2 separate regions of the Zea mays genome follow, and region 1 is linked to region 2. A link is a contact called in public Hi-C data. All regions are on one chromosome and are shown on one strand. The core of a region is the stretch at or near the end of the contact, and the rest is flanking DNA. Distances in the headings are between cores, read along the strand shown.

Region 1 (4,021 bases), core at 448-2,947, 240 kb after region 2:
CAAATCCTGTCCAGGGCCGCCGCCGCCCCAGATGTTGACCTCCACCAGAGGCTGTGCTCTTCGTCTGCAGCGTCGAGCACGAGCCTGTCGATATGGTGGCGGAAGAAGGAGATGGGCAAGGAGGGCCTCATGGCGGTGGCGCTGCTCAAGCGGCTCGCAGCTCTGCCCCCGGTGGGGTGTCACCCGCGCCTGGAGCAGTTCATGCGTTCGCACGTGTCGCAGCTCCTCCGTACCGACCTCCTCGCCGAGCTCCTCCGCCAGGACCATGCCAGCCTCTCAATGAAGGTTTAACACTCCTATCCCAATAAAATCCACATGCTCTAATGTTCAGTTCACAAGTACTCCCTCTGTTTTGTCGCGTTCAATTTTGCACTATCCAGCGACAACTAAAAAGAAACAGAGAAAATATACTGTATAAAGTTGATATGATATTGATGTATTGCCTGCCGGATATATTACTTTTTAGGTTGTTTGTCGTTGCCACTCGCTAGAATACTCCGCCATTTGTTGCACTCGCTTGATTGCCCTATTTAGCTAGCGCGTAGTAGATGAAATACCTCTATATAGCTGTTGATCTGTTTTCTTTAGACCCAATAATTCGACATACCACTATTAAGGTTTATTTAGTTCCTTTAGTCTGAGGACTAAAGTTTAGCTAGAGGACTAAAGTTTAGTCCATACCATGTCTGATTCTAAGGACTAAAAATATTCAGAACACATTAAATGAATCATAAGAGGACCAAAATACCCCTTAACATTCTCCGGTTCAATTGAAATAAAAGAGGGACAAATGTGGAATCAATATGGTTTAGTCTCTTTTAGTCACTCCTTGATGGACTAAAGACTAAGATAGTTTAATCTCTGTTTTAGTCTTACCGTTTTACAAATTTATGGACTAAATGAGACCAATCAAACGGGACTTTAGTCTATTACCTTCCTACAACCTGTTCATTTGGATTTAGTCCATATTGGTTTCTACTCCCTCCATCCACAATTATTTGTCGTTCTCACTTTTCGATGAGTAAAATACTTTTAATTTAGACCACATTTATGTACGAAAATATTAATATTTATAATACATAATTAGCACTCCATTCGTTCATAAATATATGACAACATTAACTTTTTAAAAAAAACTTTGAAGACTTGTTTTATTCAAAAAACTTTAGTTATCGTTTATTTTATTGTGATTTGTTTTATCACTTAAGGTTGTTTAAGTGTGACTTAAAATTTTACTTTTTTAAATAAATATTTTGAATAAGATGAGTGATCATAGTTTTGAAAAAAAAGTCAACGACGTCATATATTTGTGAACAGATGTAGTATTATTAGATAATTTTTTAAATCTATTTTTAGTAAAATTATTTGAAGATATAAATATTGCTAATATATTCTATAAATCTTGTTAAATTTAAAAAAGTTTTGACTGACACACGAATACTATTGCGACAACATGCTATTCTATTCTATTCTATATATTCTATTCTATATATAAAGAGCTATTCTATTATATTCTATTCTATATATAAAGAGCGGGGAGCAAAGCTGTGATTCCGTAGAGCCACGTCATTTTATAATTTTTAGCCGTTCGATTCTATCTCAATGACCAGAGAGCAAACACATGACATTCTTCACCCTACACCAAATTCTTCTGGACACTTCTAACTGTCGCGAGGGCCATTGGGGAACTCCCATCCCTGTGTTGATAGGGCCATAGCGGAGCGGCTGGCGGGTGGCGGCTGCTGCATACCGGTTTAGGGTTTGGCTTTGGGGCCTTGGGGGCGGCGGCTGTGTGGCGGCTACGGGCTGCTCGCCTAGTCGACTGCTCCTCTGCTCGCGCGGACCAGGAGCCTGCTCGCCTGCTTCTCTACTGTGTGGTGGCTGCGGGCTTCTCGCGCGGACCAGGAGCTGAGGCACCGAGCAGGGGCAGCCGGCCGTCACTTCTGCCGGCGCAGGGGCCACATGCGGGCGGCCGGGCAAGCAGGCGCAGGGGGCCGGGCAAGCAAGCAGTGCAGCAAGCAGGCGCAGCGCAGGCGGCCGGGCAAGCAAGCAGCGCAACAAGCAGGCGCATGGGGCCAGGGGCCACACGTGACCAGCAGCCAGCAAGCAGCGCAGTCGCAGCCCGGCAGTCTATGGTGAGCCTCGCGTTTCCAATTCCATGGTTTATGTTTATTGTTTGACACCGAGAAAATTATAGTGTCTAGAAAGTTTCATAATTCATAGTGATTAGTGTTATCTCCGGCCCTACCCTTAGAAGTATCCTGGCTCCGCCACTGCCCCGGCAGGTTCACGCCAGGCGGACTGCCACATCTCGCCGAGCAGGTACTTCCGCTGAGCCGCTAATGCCGTGTTCGCTGGGCTTAAGCTAGCTGCAAGATTTACCATATTACCTTTTCGAAATTCAAGCTTTGTGATTTTGGTTTAGCAAAGCGAGTGTCGGATCTGTGCTTTATTGGATGAATCTAACTATGGCTTTAGGAAGGGACTGGTTGTTTAGATCGATCGGTGCAGTCCCGCAGATTGGGATCTGCATGGTTACTCTATGCTTGCTTCAAATTAGATTACATCTGTGGATTGAGTCTTCAACATTTGTGTAACCCTTTTTATCTTCTGGTCATTAAATGCACTGTTACTTTCATTTCAATTATATAATTCACAATTGGTTTCATGTTTTTTTGAGCTGATGTTGGATTTGTATGATTTACAATTAGTTTCATGTATATGAGCTAATTCATAGATCAATAGTCAAATTTTATATTCCTGATTAGTAATGAATTCTGAAAAAACAATGGACTAAGTATAAATTTATACACCTGCATAAGTGAAGCAAGCACTTATATCATTGTCAGATACAACAGACCTAGCTAATCTTGGAAATGGTCTTCAACATTTGGGGTAACCCTTTTATCCTTTGGTCATTTAATGTTTTTTTATCGAAATGGTCATTTAATGTGTTGTTACTTTGAACTGTATAATTTACAACTGGTCATTTAATGTTTTTAAGATGATGTTAGATTTCTATGATTCACAACCCCTTTCATGTCTCTTAAGGGAATGTTATATTTGGTTTTCTACGCGTGCAGGGCACGCATCAGTTACTAGTTGGTGGATAGAGTAGTAATGTTTATACAGTATAGTGCTTCTCTCTCTGTAGATTGCAGATTGCAGCTGCAGAAGCGAACAGATCTGCCAACCTCGGCTCTAATCCACGACATCTCTGCTTCGCGCCGCCGTCCAGCTTCGTCCTGCCAGCCGACCTCATCCCCGCCGGCCGTCGCCCCAGCCACGACGCCTGGCCGTACCTGTATTTCTCATCCCGCGGTACAAGCCCCAGCCGAGACGCTTGTAGCCTTGTACCGTCCCCGAGCAGGTAATCCAATTTGCTTCACAATCTACATCATGGTATGTACAAATTGTCAAATCTGCACGGGAATCCCAATCTCCATCATGTTACACAATAGAAAATGCTAGTGCAACATGAGAAAGTCTGGACTGATGCACTAATGCAGTTTTTTATCTTAAAATCCGGACTAATGTATTTCTCACATTTTCACTAGTTTCACCAAATCCCGGTCGGTCCCAGACTGCAAGTGCCAAATGCTTTCCCGTCTCCTCCCGCGCCACCATCACCGCCGCCTCCTCCAAACCCTGTCCAGGGCCGCCGCCGCCGCCCCAGATGTTGACCTCCACCAGAGGCTGTGCTCTTCGTCTGCAGCGTCAAGCCCGAGCCTGTCGATATGGCGGCGGAAGAAGGAGATGGGCAAGGAGGGCCTCATGGTGGTGGCGCAGCTCAAGCGGCTCGCGGCTCTGCCCCCGGCGGGGGGTCACCCGCGCCTGGAGCAGTTCATGCGTTCGCACGTGTCGCGGCTCCTCCGCACCGACCTCCTCGCCGTCCTCGCCGAGCTCCTCCGCCAGGACCATGTCAGCCTCTCAATGAAGGTTTAACACTCCTATCCCAATAAAATCCACGTGCTCTAATGTTCAGTTCACGACTACATTCTCGTTACTGGTTCTTGTAGTG
Region 2 (3,939 bases), core at 561-3,060:
AGGCATAAACCACTATCCTCCATTTCCTCCAGGAGTTTCTCAGCTCTTCTCCAGTCCATAGCCTTGAGACACAATGACTGAATCAGTTTGTCATACTCATCCACATTTGGCTGCAACCCATCTTTCTTCATCTCCTTTAGGCACTCATTGGCCTTCTCGAAGTCCTCCATCTTGCAGTATCCACGGATAAGTATGTGATAAGCAACCCTGTTTAGCTTCGGATGAATTTTCTTAGCTTCACGAAGTAGATCATGGGCTTCATCAATCATGCCTCCTTTCGCGTAGCCACTCATGAGCACACTGTAAGTATAGATATCAGGGCTGATCCCTTGGCTCTCCATCATTCTCATCAAACCTTTTGCATCCTCCATTTCTCCCTGTTTTGACAATGCTGTGATGACAAAATTAAACACTGCATTACCAGGAGCTGGCCCAACATTTACCATCCTCATCAACAATGCTTTTGCATCCTCCAATTTCTTTTTCCTACACAAACCATGTATAACTGTGGCAAATGTCTTGCCTGCATTCTTAAGAGATTCCCCTTTGTACTCTTCAAGCTGCACCATCCTCATCAACAAATTATTTGCATCCTCCATTTTGTTTAGCCTACACAAAGCATGTACAACTGTGGCAAAGGACTTGCCTGCATGCTTAAGCGACTCCCCTTGGTACTCTTCCAGCAGCTCCAGAGCAGTACCAATGGTCTCATCATTCCTTGCCAAAGCACCAACAAGGAAATCCAAGGCTAGTTTTGGGACTGGAATCTTTTTTTCCTTCACTGCAAGATATAATGAGTGTGCCATCTTCACCTTCTTCCCCTCACAAAGGTAAATCAAAATCCTGCCAACCTTCTCACCATTAGGGAAGCAGGCAGAGCCAATCATCTTCTCACAGACTTCACAAGCAGAGCGGAACAAGGACTTCTTTCGTGCTGCTTCAATCACAAGATAATAGCTGTCACTGTCCGGAGTGCAACCAAACTCATCGAACTTGGAGAACACCTCCAACGCTGCTTTCGACTTCTCAACCTTCCAAAATATGGCAATCATTTCATTCAACAACGGTGTACTCACTGATCCTGACACAGAGCCTATTTCCTTAATCGAATCCCAAAGCAAGTAAGCGTCTGCCTTGTCTATCTCAGCAGAATCAGCTAGCTTGCTCACGAGAACCTCAAGATTCGAGAGGCTCTTGGAAGCGGGGTTATTCTTCGCGGCATAGTTGAACAGGGAAATCAGCTTCTTACAGGAGCATTGTTCAGCAGCAAGGAGGACTGCGGCTAGGAGTGGCTCGTTGAAGTCCACGGTCATGTCAGCGAGGGTGGACGCGATCTCGTCCTCGGGGGTGGACTCCACGGCGGCGCAGACGCGGGCGACCTCCTCATCGTCGGCTACGGCGTCGGCGCTGCCAGGGGAGGCAAAGATGTCGTCGGCGTGGCCAGCTTCCTCCCACATCGAGCTCAGGTTGTCCTCTCCGGCCTCAGCGGCATCTTGAGAAGCCTTGGTCGGGGAGGAGAAGGCTTCAGGGAAGGGATCCGCGGCGGCGGCGGAGGAGGAATCGGGGATGGGATCCGGGGAGGAGGACAGGAAGCGGGGAGGTGGGACTCGGGTTAGGGTTCGAGTGGGATATGGTTGTGGAGGTGGTGGCGGTGGCCGGGTAATGGTCGAGCGGAGTAGGAGCAGCGCACGAGCTCGCGAACGCCACATCATCGCCGTCGTCCTCGGCGGCGGCGAGATGTGTTCTAATTGTTGCGTGCCTCGTGGTGGAGACGTGGAGGAGGGAGGTTTCTTTCATTCTAGGGTTTAAGGCCTTCTGGGCTGGGCCTAACTATTTCTATTCTATTGGGCCACTATATAACCTTTTATTGGCCGAAATATTTTTTCTTGCTAGTAATTTTTGAAGGATATCAGAATACGAGAACAAGTATTTTTCAGTTTGGACGTTCAGCAAGCATAAGAGCAACTCAAAAAAAAAAAGCCTTAAACCTACCCCAAAATCGATATCTCTACTAACTATTAAGAGAGGAGTGTAGACTGCCCCCCTCCCTACCCTGCCCGCCCGCCCGCCCGCGAACGCCAGGATTTTCGCATCGCGCCTCCACCTCCCAGGATTGTCGCGCCTTCGCCATTTTCACCGCCGCGCCCTCGACACCACCTCCCAAGGATCCTCACGGTGCAGCCTCCGCCCGGCGCTACCCAGTCCCGCTTGCGATCCCCAACGCTCTCCCCCCACGGGCAGGTCGTTGAGGCGCGGGTTGTTGGCGAGCAAGATCTCGAGCAGGTCGGCGAGGCCGTCGAAGAAGTCGGGCGGGATGGCGTCGAAGTCGTTGTCGTTGAGGAAGGCGCGCTGGAGGGACGCCATGCCCCGAAAGGACGGGAGCGCGCTAGAGAGGCTGATCCCCTAGAGGCTGAGGTCGCGCAACGCCGCGAGCGAGGGGAGCGACGGTGGGAGCGTCCCCGCCGGGCCGGCGTTCTTGAGGTCGAGGTTGTCGACGCGGCCGGTGCGGTTGCAGGAGACGTGCAGGCACGCGCACGCGTCCCCGTCGTCGGGCCTTTACCATTCTCTTGCCTTTTTGCAAGATTCTTGGTGATTAATCTCTTGCTTTGTTTCCTTACCGCAGAAATATTAGGAGCACCTAAAGGATCAACTACGATAAATATTTTCAGTGAGTGTACCAAGGCCGAATCATTTCTTCCATTTGGTTCTGGAAGTCGAGCATGTATTGGGCAGAAGTTTGTTGTTCTTGCAATATCGATGTTGATTGCCAGTTTGCTCCGCATCTACGAGGTTAGATGCACTGGTAGCTTCTCGTTGTGACACCCACACCTCGTAATTTCTTCTACACATTGCCCTTCTACAGATTGACACACACCTCATCATGAGTGAGTGTGCCAAGGCCGGATCATTTCTTCTACAGATTGCCCTTTTTAGTATGATATGTGTTTTAACTTTTTAAACTTCTGATGTTATTTGGAACTCTGTCTCTCAGGTACAGCCTCATCCAAGTTTGTCTAAAGAAATGGACACAACAGTTGACAACAGCCACCTTCATCTCCCAAACCCTAAGATCATCCTCACCAAAAGAAGGATCTGAAGGGAGAGTTTGGCAAACGAAAATATGGCACGTTTGCTTTCACTGTATTGTTTTTCACTGGTGTTACACCAGTATATGATCTTTAGTTTCCTACCATCGTTTGGACCATGTTGAAGTTTGGAAAGGCGACCTTGGCGATGCGGAAGTGCCTTTTTTCCTCCAGATTTTTGACAGACCCTGTGTGCTTCGTTGGATCTAAGTTTTTGTCAGGTTTTTGGAGCACCCGCAGGGCTGTTAGATCACAAGAGACGTATGCTGATGTGTATAAACAGACTCGTTTTTTCAGTTGGGGTTTTTCTCCTCTCTGTGGAGAATGTAATGTCCAACGCATGATGTTTATCGTGTTGAGATGTTTTTTGATAGTTTTTTTACGTATGTTGTTGATATTGATTTTATTGGATGTGAATTCATTCATCCTTTCATAGTATATTTGAATTCATGATAGTATCTACATATGTACACTGCTTAAAGATAATATCTATGTATCTATATCTATTACAATTTTATATAATTACTTTTTGATAGTTTTTAATTTGTATGACAAAGCAGAGACACATACATTGCTTAAAGATATGCGTCTGAGAACATCATTGCATCATGCCACTGGGCATACAAGGGTGTTAAGGAAGACTCAACCCTAGAAGGTACTACTAATACTAGCACATTACTTTTTTAATTGAGGTAATGCCTACATTCTTGTTCTGTAGTATGCACACTAGATTTGTATTGTTGTCGTACTATTGATGCATGATTTTAACTTGAGGGGGCAAGAATATGCTAATTAATTTGTGTTTATGTTCTTGGTGCAGATCCCTATTTCTTATATATCTTATCTCTACTAT

The links. A called contact is a pair of places that touch in the nucleus more often than the background predicts.
Region 1: a Hi-C map of leaf shows a contact between it and region 2, with 2.5 times the contacts expected there. The contact joins the promoter of LOC100217295 here to the promoter of LOC100276004 in region 2. A contact is called at or near these places in 5 of 25 Hi-C or Micro-C datasets (bundle sheath, ear, endosperm and 2 more).

The regions. Positions count from the first base shown.
Region 1 is chr3:172,404,615-172,408,635 of Zm-B73-REFERENCE-NAM-5.0, forward strand. It overlaps LOC100217295, which reads left to right and starts at 1,698. Exons shown (of 5, transcript NM_001359581.1): 1 at 1,698-2,135; 2 at 2,255-2,322; 3 at 3,155-3,370; 4 at 3,558-3,939. The coding sequence starts at 2,070.
Region 2 is chr3:172,168,266-172,172,204 of Zm-B73-REFERENCE-NAM-5.0, forward strand. LOC100276004 reads right to left here and starts at 1,811. Exons shown (of 1, transcript NM_001149900.2): 1 at 1-1,811. The coding sequence starts at 1,712.